3 separate regions of the Zea mays genome follow, and all the other regions are linked to region 3. A link is a contact called in public Hi-C data. All regions are on one chromosome and are shown on one strand. The core of a region is the stretch at or near the end of the contact, and the rest is flanking DNA. Distances in the headings are between cores, read along the strand shown.

Region 1 (3,704 bases), core at 426-2,925, 170 kb before region 3:
TCTGCGAAGCACACGCAAGAAATCTTGCTCTCTGAATTAGTAGTCGACTAGACCAGATGGCTTCGATTTCGACGATGTGCATATATCCATTTAGGTCTCCTACCTTGTATGGCAGCCCAACGAAACAGAGATTGGGTGCATGCTTGGGTGGGAAGACGTGCTTGTACAGTGGCCCGACGCGGTTGTCGTCGACGGTGAACCCATCCAGGTCCAGGAACGGAAAATGGTAGCGGTACCTGAAGGTGATTGCAGGTTCAGTTCATTCAGGAGTGGTAAATGTGCTCACAAAGGGGAAAAGATAGAGCACCATTTTGTGTGCAACTGCAATCGTATTCGTAGTACGTACCCTGTGCAGTAAAGAATGGTGTCTGCAGCCACAGATGAGCCTTCGGCAAAGCGCACCTGGCCGTCGTCTTGGATGCACTCTATCTGCTTATCATATATACATTCATCATATTAGTCCATTAACATAGACGTATCTTAGCCTTGAAGAATAAATTATGAAGCAGAGAAGCTAAGGAAGTTCAGAGCTGAACCTCGCTGTGCATCCAGGCGTTATGATAGAGTTCAATCTTTCCGAGCCTGCCCTCCGAGTATCTAGCTGAGATGTGCACCTCCTTGGCCACGTGTGAGATTTCTCTAGCGATGTCGATTCCGCTGGCTCCCAATCCTACGACTACAACACTCTGCAAGGAGAGTTTGCCAGTCTGGAACTGGTGAGGAGTGATGACAAGCTGCAAGAGCAAGAGGAGGCAGAGGACATGTACCTGATCTTGGAATGGTTCCGGGGTGCGGTAATTGTGGCTGTGCATTTGCTTTCCCCGCCACTTGTTAATTCCTGTAGCAACAAACAAACATTGCGAGGTTCTCTTGCCGTGTGATATTACTCCGTAGGTTCTTAGGAGTTAGGAGAGAGGAAAGGGGAAGGAAGAAGGAGGCACCTCGGATCTTGGGCACTAGAGGCACCGAGCAGTGGCCATTGCAGACGACGACGGCGTCGAATGCCTCCTCCGCGACGTCGCCGTCTTCCCCGCGCCACGCCACCGCCCACTTCTCCCCCTGTCCCCGACCCGGACAGAGCGGCCTCACCCGCAGCACTTGGGCTCGGAGCCTGACGTGCGGGGCGACGCCGGAATCCGCGGCGAAGGCGTCGAGGTAGGCGAGGACCTCCCGGTGGCCCGGGAACGTGCGCGGATCGCCGGCGAACGCCCGCCCGGCCAGCGGGAAGCCCGAGAAGCCCATGAGCTCGCGCGGCAGGTTGGTGCGCAGCGACGCATACAGGCTGCTGTGCACGGCGCCGGGGGCGCCCGGGTCGCTGCCCAGCGGGTCCGCGTCCGCGCGCGGACTGTACGCCCAGGTGCCCCCCACGCGGCCTGACTTCTCGAAGACGGACACGGTGTGGCCCTCGCGGAGCAGCTCGCGCGCGGCCACCAGCCCCGCCGCGCCCGCGCCCACCACGGCCACCTCCGCGCGCCGCCGCATCCGATCCGAGCTCCCTCCCTTTCGCGTTCAGCTCTGCCTTTGGTTCGTTTGGTTGACTTGTCGCGGACTGGTGCCGTGGTGCTTGTCACGGTCTTGGATAACGAGATGCTTGGGCATGGAAAAGGAAGCCGGAATTTGGCAAAGAACGTGGAAGAACACAACAGGCAACAAGGGGGGAAAGATTTTGAATCGTGTTATTCGTTAAGGCATCCTTCGGTTACATTGGCTTATAATCCCGCCTCGACACCTACACCTACCACACGACTCACTCGTGGTTCAACTCACTTGGCCTTCATTTGGACAATACCTCGTCCGTAAGCTGCTGGATACCGACGCCAGATCCTACGCAATTTTCTCATGATGACAAAGAGCCCTTGCATTGAGTCGTTACTAACCTTTACCTTAAGCTCTTAGGACGTCTTCAATGCTAGCTATTTCACTTGCTAGATTCACTCTCTTTCCTACGCGTAGGGTTGAAAACGAACGGAAAAAATCCCGTTCCGACCCGTACCGTTTTCTACATTTGACCCGACCGTTTCTGTATTTACGGAAAAATATGGAAATGGAATGGAAACGGGAGATGGCTTATTCCGTCCGTTTTTGCGAGATCTTTTTTTCCGGATTAAACCCATATTTATTCCGTATTTGATAAATATGGGACGAGCCTAATATGCATTAGTATATAAACTAAATCCTCATGTATTTAGGTGACAAATTATAGCACAATTGGGCATTGTAACCACCGGCTCTTTTCAACAAGTGATCTAAAGTCTTAAATAACATCAGATATAGCTAAATGTACACATTTAGCAACCAAACAACAATAGAATGTTGCCTCTCTATATCTATTTGTTTTATGTTATTGTTCTGCCAATTAATCACTAGTCAAACATTAATAACATTTCTATTTGTATTAAATTATGAGTTTCCGTTAGTATTCCCGTTTCCATTCGTTTTCGCAATTCCGTTTATCCCGCTCCCATTTTCGTTCCCGACTATTTCGGACCCGATCTCGTTTTCGATGATAAAATACGGATACGGAAACGGGAGAGTGGTTTTTCCGTCCGTTTTCATCCCTACCTACGCGGATTGAAACGGGAGAATAGCTAGCAACGAATAAATAGATATGAGATTTCACGTATTCCAAGAAACTAAGTGTATTACGTGTGAGACCAAATACTAGTTGTGAGATAAATTACTATTTTTATTTTTGTCTCAGCTCCACATCAACTAGCTATTTGATACAACCATTGTGGATGCCCTTATAGCATCGTTTAGTTCCCCATTAAATATGAAGAGACATATTGCACGAAATACAATACAAATCCTATTGTTAACTTAAGAAGAGACAAAATCCAATAACAAATTCAAGGGTTGTTTGGCTAATAATGAGTATCTAGAATGAGATTTTAAAAATGAACCATGAACCAAACATGGCCAATATTTGGCCTCATCCGTTATATGTTGAGCAGTTTATTATTGTTTGTGTCCATCACCATTATTTCCATGGTTGTCATCTGGATTAATCTTGGATGTGTACTTAACCTGGATCGCTCACAATAATAGAGTAAAGGTTAGTTTACTATGTTGCCTCAATTACCAAAACTAAATATGAGGTTCTTGAATATCTTTAACATGGGACTTTCAATCTTCTCCACTTAGGATTTTTGATATCTAAGAGCAGTTTGATATGACATCAGTGACACCATGCAAACAAATTCTATTGATGCCATATGCGAACTTCATGTATTTCTTCTTCCAATGGATCTACATGACTAACTAATTTGGGTCCAAAATCATGTCAGAGCATTTGAGAGGTAGAATACATATCATGAGTTAAAGTATGTCCCAAATGTGCCACAACATTTGAGGGATGATAGTACCAGAGAGTATCAAACTACAAATAACTGTCGAGTACTGTAATGTTTCACACACCTGTTAAGGTTGCTGAATGAATTGAAGCCAAGTCTTGATTTACAAAGGTGCCAACACTCCCTAGATCTAGCAAAATCATAACATCTCTTTGGCGTACCCTAAAACCTTAGTTCTCACTCTTCTCTTGGTAAGCTTGTTACTAGAACTTGAGTTGTTATGATAAAAGACATAACAAGCTGCCTAGCAATGACATCTAAATCTTCTTTTGAAGATGTATAACCAAGCTCTAGTTGAACGATGTAGATGGAAAATTAAAAGGGGGGGTGAATAGTATTTCCTAAAACTTA
Region 2 (3,628 bases), core at 908-3,407, 130 kb after region 3:
ATCCCGCTATCCCCGGCGTACCGGAGGGGAGGGGAGCTGACCGACCCGCTTCAAGCGGCCGAAGTCCCAGCGGCGAGATCGGCATCTTGTTACGGCCGAGGTCTTCGGAGTCCGTCCATCAACCGCCAGCGCACGAAGCGGAGAGGAGATAGGGAGGGAATAGAGCTAGCACAGGGTCCGAGCAGGTCCGCATGAGCCGCGCCACGATCGGAGGTGGTTGATGGTTCTGACAGACGGGGCCGCTTTGCCCGTGACTGAGAGATCCAGCGAGCCAGCGCGGAGTCGCGGCTGGTACGCGGGTCCCACGCGACAGAGAGTGGGCAGGAGGGCGAGCGCGCGCAAGGGAAAAAAAGACTGGGCCGCGCAGAGAAAATAGGGACTGGGCCGAAAATGAGGTCAGGGCCTAGTTAGGTGTCTTATCCTTTTTCTTTTTATTTTTCTTTTACATTTTAGATTTTCTCAAGTTCAAATTTAAATTCTAGTTTAGATTCAAACTTGTGACCAATTTATCCTTAGGTTATATTGTGCCATAACAAGTTCTAATTTGGGGATATATTTATGTGTAGTATTTATTCCCCATGTGTTATGTGATATTTCCTTTCTTTATTTTTTCCAAAACCCTATTTTCGATTTAGGGTTTAATTCAACTTCTAGTAATTATTATCTTATTATCATTATCATTATTATTTTGTTTAATGCACACACAAAAATCCAATATGATGCATTTCCTCTTTATTTTAATACCATTGGTTTTAAATAAATAAATCTCAATCATATGTGTTCTTTTTTTTATGATGCAGATAAGGCACATACAATAGGGAATTCGCTATTTATTCCTTGTAAACAATTTTGAGTGTTACAACCGTGTTCGTGCTGACCCGAAAAGCCCGGCGCATATTCCCGGCCCATATTCGCAACACTAGGGAGTGCTGACGAAATCTCCCACACGGGACCTCGAGCTACAGCTACAGTTGCCAAAATTGGAACGACATTAATGAAGCCCAGGCAAACGGCATCCACTCCAGCTGTCCTGGTAGCTTGCATGGATAGTATACACCAAATAACCGATCCGACTATCTGAGGCGTAAAAATCTGGTCAATCGGCTAGCCAGCCATGATATCCCCTGCGCAGTTGGGGTTGCAACTCGCAAGCGCGTGTAGAACGGGGTCCGGTGGTCCATCCGAGCCGTCTCACCAACCCACCGCAGTCCGCCCAGCCCAGCACAGCACAGCACACCACCCGGTCGTCATATGGCGGTGTCTGGTTTACGATGCAACTTGTCGTGTCGCAAATTAAATTGAACGTGCTCACTGCTATAACTGCGATATATTGTACAGTACGTATCTTTTTAGCACTTTGTCTCGCGTGTCCTAGGTCTCATTTGGTACAGCTCAGACTCACTGTTAAATCTACCTTCTTTTCTTAAATAGCTTCATAAACGGCGTTCTTTGGTTTAGCTGGAAATTTAAAAAAAAAGCTATTTGGCAAAACAGTTTTATCAACAGTTTTATGTGTGACTAAGGACATCTTCAGCTGATCTCCTATTCTATCTCTTCTCTCTTCCACTATTTCAAACTCCACCCTAAAAACAGTGACATATACCAGCTTCGCATCCCCTATTTTATAGGGTTAAATATGTCTATGTCATTGTAATAATTTTTTATGTTTTGATATGTGCAACTAAACTTCTTAAGCTTGTAAATGTACCATTAAACTTGTAATTAAATATGAAACAAGCCATTGTGTACGGTTTTGCTGAAATTAGACCAACAAAAGGAAATACGAAAATAGTGGACAACGGGACAAGCCCACTGGCTGGTTGACAGTACAAGGAAGGAAGGAAGCAAGAAAGCGTCCCCGCCCCGCCGTCCGGTTCGATGCCGAGCAGCCGAGGGAGGGACGAGTGGACAACGGAAGCGTTGTTGCCCGGACCGTCGCCGGTCGCTGGAGGGCGGGGCCGACCGGAGACCAGGTCCCGCGTGTCAGATACGTACCAGGTGGGGGGCGTGCCGGGCGTCGTACGCTGGACCGGGACAAGGGGAAAGCATCTGCTACTCCGGCAGGTCTCACTCCGAGAACTCATAAATAAACGCCGCCCCGTTTCCCCTCCCCTCTCTGACCTCCCTCTCTCCTCCTCTCTCTTGCTTTTGCCAACCAGAAGCATCGTGCCGAGGCAGCCAAGTATCTCAGCTTCTGATTCTCCTCCTCCAAACACCATCCGCGGGCGTGGCGTACATACCCAGTGGTGCCGACGACTGCCGAGCAAGGCAAAAAGGCCAAGCAGCGCCCCGGGCCGGGCCCCAGCGCGGCGCCTATTGGTTCGCTCTGATCGCCGGGGCTAGTCAACGGCCGGTGATCAGCCGACCCTCGCGCGGGAGTGGGGCCGCGGAACGGCGGCGATGGCGGGGCTGCCGCCGGTCGCCAGGCGGCGCCCGCTCGCGACGGCGTCGTCGCTGCTGCTGCTTTTGCTGCTGCTCGTGGTGACCGCGGCGGCGCGCGAGGAGCGGGGCCTGGCGCGTGTGCAGGGCCCGCCGCCGCGCCACCGCCACGCGTACGCCGCGATGATGTACATGGGCACGCCGCGGGACTACGAGTTCTACGTCGCCGTGCGCGTCATGATGCGCTCCCTCCCCCGCGTCCGCGCCGACGCCGACCGCGTCCTCATCGCCTCCGCCGACGTGCCGCGCGACTGGGTCCGCGCAATGTGAGTGCCGCCTTCCTCGTCCGCTCCGACGCGTCTCCGTCGACCAATAGCGAAACCAGAGTTCGAAGCCATTCCTTGCAAAGACTTTCCAAGGTTATTTTTTGCGGATAATTTTATTGCGCACTGCAAACCCGCGTCGCGTCTCGTTGCGGTGCAAACTACAGTGTAGAAACTCAAGGCGAAGACTAGGGGATGTGTGACGTGTTTTCGGGTACCTGGGAGAACGATGATTTGCTAGTTCGGGAAGTGGAACAGGGCCCACCTGCAGAGAGGAAGCTTCTCCTAGTTTTTTTTTTTCAAATTCTTGTGGGGGGTATCTTCGGCCACTCACATCGAGACATATGCACTGCATCCTGCAATGCTTACTTTGTTATTAAAGTTGCTCACAGAATATGCTGTCATGGATGCACAGCTCTGAAGCTTTGACTATTTCCTGTCGTGTACTTTTTCAATCCTCTGCTACCCACTTACACTGGTCAACTTTCCTTTTTCTTTTATAGTGATTGCACAGAGGATCTTCGTTTGTACAAAAATAAATGTTTTCCGTAGTTTCTCTGACCAGGTTCATAGCCAACACTTTTGTGTCTTTTATCATTGGTGGTATCAAAGTCAGTCCCAAACGATTAATAGCGATCGGTGAATGTCCCCCAAGACATGGCTTCATCGTTTCACAAGGGTCAACGGGACATTTTTTTTCTTACTTGTTTTACTTTCGTACGAAGACTTGTTTCAACGAACTAGGAATTTTGAATGCAAAATGCGAAATGAAACGAGACACCTATTGACAATACAAGGGGACGTATGCAGGACAGAAGAGGATGGCATGAGGGTGTTGATAGTGGAGAACCTCAGGAATCCTTACGAGAGCAACCTAGGAGGGACCAACAAGAGGTTCAAGCTGACACTGAACAAGCTTTATGCCT
Region 3 (3,673 bases), core at 1,088-3,587:
TAATCGCCACATCGTCATGTCCTCATACTTTCATAATTAATAGTTGTCTCAATGAAATAGCTTTTAGCTTTTCACACCCATTAGCTCACAGCAGTTTCCTCACCGCTCACAGCTAGAATTATATTTTTCAAGAATCTAGAACTGAACCAACCATACCCAAAGATCTATCTTCTTGTAAAAAACATCATATTCTAAAAAGTGATTGCATGTTTGTGTATAATATTTTAGAAAGAATTGTACTGAATAAGTTATGATAAAGAGTTAGGTTATATCTAACTCTTTCAAGCTATATATATTTCTACATCAACTATCAATCGGTCTATATCGACTATCGTCATCCATTTTCTAGCGCAGTGCGCCAGTGCACAGTCTTTACCGTCATCCAACAACCACCCCATCGACATATTATATTTTCTTTTATGAACTTTTAGTTGACATAAATTATGATGTTTCATTGAAATAAAAATACATCTGATTATGTAACTAAACAAATAAAATTACATAATTCATAAAAACAACTAAAAATATAAAACTCAAAAAAGGAATAAAAATACATAATTTAAATATAAAAATAAAAGTTACATAAATTTATAAATAAAATCTAATTTATAGACTAGATTCTAGGATTTTTTGGATATTCTTTCAAATTTTTGGACTTCAAAAGATTAAAAGAACATGTAGTTGATGTGAACATGTGGACCAATCAGGATACGCCACATCACAAAAGATGGTCTGTGTCGACTAGTTTAGATTGGTAATGACGGATCAAATTGGCATCGACCGATTTGTGGTGGTACCAACTAGCATCAAATATCAAGCATTGATTAGGCGTGAGATACCAAATATAAATAAAAGACCGTGGAAACTAAAAGCCCCACTTAAGGTCAATTTTTTTTGGTATCTCGGGAGGGGGTGATACTAACCAAGGATAATGTAGCAAGACGCTACTAGTAGTGAAACAAAACATGTTGCTTCTATCATGAAATAAAGACAATTCAACACCTATTTTTTGATTATCGGATTGCCCGTATGATTTGGGCTTTAAGCCACATGGCCTTCGGGATATCTAAACCATATAGTGTCTCTAATTTGTTTGCTTTCTCGCTTAGTGGCTTTGATAGAAATATATCTTTCTTGGCGCGGCTACAACCTGTTGGTCTCTTTGGTTACACAGGAATGATATCGTATTGGAAAAGAAAAATAATTATTCTCCATTGCAGATCATTTATTCCATTGCACATTAGCTTGGAACATGTGCTATTTTACAGAAGACGGAGTTGCGGTCTATGGTTGTTAAGGCTAAGCAGTATTTGATGCCGGTGGCCATGGACTTTTTCCCCGATCTCATGGGTGGTGGTCTAATCTACGGATTGATTACCATTAGAGTGTATGGATTACCAACTTTATTTGTCTTTAAGATGCGTGCTTCTTAAGCAGAGGCTAGAAGAAATTTCAAGAACTTGTATCATGTCGATGTAATGTGCATGAATATATTAATAAAATCTTCCTTTATAAAAAAACAACGGTCACCAAACGGAGTAGTCGATATCAACCAATCCATGACGACTGGTTCCACTCTAGGTTTTGTTCGATTGTTATAATTCCATGTGAATTGGAGTGTATTGGGATGGATTCTGACTTGCGATGGATTTAAACGACTCAATACCACCCAATACACATGGAATGACTGTGAAACGAACAAGCCCTAACGTAGTTGGTAGGTAACGACAATAGATCCACCAATCAGCCGACCAAATCGTCGCGAGCAGTACGCAACATTCATCAGAAGTCGGTATAGTCCGGCATTGGATCCAGCCTTATAGTGATATAAGTTTTGTTGGGTAAATATTGGCCCCTATTTGTTTCAACTTCTGTCCACCAGAAGATGTTGCAGACTGCCAAACGCTTAACTTTTCAGTCCGCTTCTATAAGAATCACTTTAGTCAAAACCGTTCAAAATCAACGTGAACATATAATAGATCGAGTCGCTGCGATAGTAGAAAACTGTCGCTACATCCTAAACCTTATATAGACTTTTTTATCTTTTCTCCTCCGATACTCAGATTCTTTCTCTTTTATATTACTTCTCCGATACTCAGATTCTTTTCGCAGCCAATTTTCAGAAAAACTCCTCAGGAAAAAAACTGAACCAAATAGATCCATTATACATGTAATTATTAGTATAACATTGTAGTTTCTTGTAAAAAACAAAAACTACGAAAAACGAATATTTTTCAAAAAAAAATAGCGTGGCCAATCATACGATGGATTGGTGGTTGGCTCGCCAATCATATGATGCATTGGAGCAGGCCCGTCGACCGTCGGTCGCACTTCCCAGTGCTCCGAGCCGTCACGCCACCAATCCCCGACCAGAGTCCAAATTACTTCCCGCTCCGAATTCCGATGCCGCGCACGGTGGCCGTGGTCGGCGCGGGCGCTGCAGGGCTGGTGGCCGCGCGCCAGCTGCTCCGCGAGGGCCTCGACGTCGCGGTCTTCGAGAAGTCGGGGCGCGCGGGGGGCACCTGGGCGTACGACCCTCGCGCAGACGCCGACCCGCTGAGCCGCGACCCGGGCTCCCCCAGCGCTGTGCACGGAAGCCTCTACGCGTCGCTGCGCACAAACCTGACGCGCGACCTCATGGGCTTCTCGGACTTCCCGATGGCCGGCTGGGTGTTCGCGGGCGACGCGCGCGCGTTCCCGGGCCACCAGGAGGTGCTCGCGTTCCTCGACGCCTTCGCGGAAGAGTGCGGCGTCGCCGCCCGCGTCAGGCTCCGCTCCGAGGTGCTGCGCGTGGCGGGGGCGCCCCTCGGCCAGCGGGGGCGCCCCTCGGCCAGCGGGAGCGGTGGGCGGTCTCGTGGCGCCGCGAGGACGGCGAGGTGGCGGAGGAGGTGTTCGACGCCGTCGTGGTCTGCAACGGCCACTGTACGGTGCCCAGGGTGCCCGGCATTCGAGGTGCCTGCCATCTCCTAGTTTCCCTCTTTTGTTTCTCATCCAATACAATGGAGTTTCGAGGTGCCCGGCATCCAATGCTTGTGTCACAGGAATTGACAATTGGAGCGGGAAGCAGATTCACAGCCACAATTATCGCACCCCTGAACCGTTTCGGGATCAGGTATTTCTCTCCTCTGCCTATTCGATTCCAGCACTCCAAAAGATTCCTCATCAGTAACGTTGTGCCACCCACTCACAAATTTTCCACAAGAGCCACAGAACGTTGTCGTTGTAGGATTCTCGACCAGTGGAATCGACATTGCTTCAGAGATCTCACGTCTCGCCAAGGAAGTGCACGTAGCAGACAGGTACTCCAGGGACAGGCTGGGAAAGATGGCGCTGTACCAGAATGTCTGGATTCACGCAGAGGTTCACGACTCTGAACTTTCATAGCTACTCTACTCTACAACACCTTCCCGCTATATGAATAGAGCAATCTGTATTGAGCATTGACACACGAATACCATCCACGAGAGCAGGTGGACTGCATCCAGGATGACGGCAAAGTCCGCTTTGCTGAAGGTTCCGTGGTGGATGCGGACGTTATTCTTTACTGCACAGGGTAGGGTTGAGCTCAAACTGGTTTTCTCCGTCCTGCACCTACCATCTCTTTCCTCCCTTGCATTTCGTATATATGATGATGATATGATTGTAAAAAGCAATGCATGAAACTGAATTTTCC

What was found. A called contact is a pair of places that touch in the nucleus more often than the background predicts.
Region 1: a contact with region 3 is called in a Hi-C map of ear, with 2.1 times the contacts expected there. The contact joins the promoter of LOC100272315 here to the promoter of LOC100272892 in region 3. A contact is called at or near these places in 3 of 25 Hi-C or Micro-C datasets (ear, leaf and tassel).
Region 2: a Hi-C map of leaf shows a contact between it and region 3, with 7 times the contacts expected there. The contact joins the promoter of LOC100280284 here to the promoter of LOC100272892 in region 3. A contact is called at or near these places in 9 of 25 Hi-C or Micro-C datasets (bundle sheath, ear, endosperm and 2 more).

The regions. Positions count from the first base shown.
Region 1 is chr1:93,787,766-93,791,469 of Zm-B73-REFERENCE-NAM-5.0, reverse strand. LOC100272315 (Flavin-containing monooxygenase FMO GS-OX5) reads right to left here and starts at 1,675. Exons shown (of 7, transcript NM_001365722.1): 1 at 942-1,675; 2 at 768-838; 3 at 537-686; 4 at 347-429; 5 at 104-236; 6 at 1. The coding sequence starts at 1,482.
Region 2 is chr1:93,487,015-93,490,642 of Zm-B73-REFERENCE-NAM-5.0, reverse strand. LOC100280284 reads left to right here and starts at 2,157. Exons shown (of 5, transcript NM_001153212.1): 1 at 2,157-2,705; 2 at 3,513-3,628. The coding sequence starts at 2,401. It also overlaps a transcript of LOC100283107 not described here.
Region 3 is chr1:93,618,559-93,622,231 of Zm-B73-REFERENCE-NAM-5.0, reverse strand. LOC100272892 reads left to right here and starts at 2,337. Exons shown (of 6, transcript NM_001147345.1): 1 at 2,337-3,112; 2 at 3,211-3,360; 3 at 3,471-3,553. The coding sequence starts at 3,325.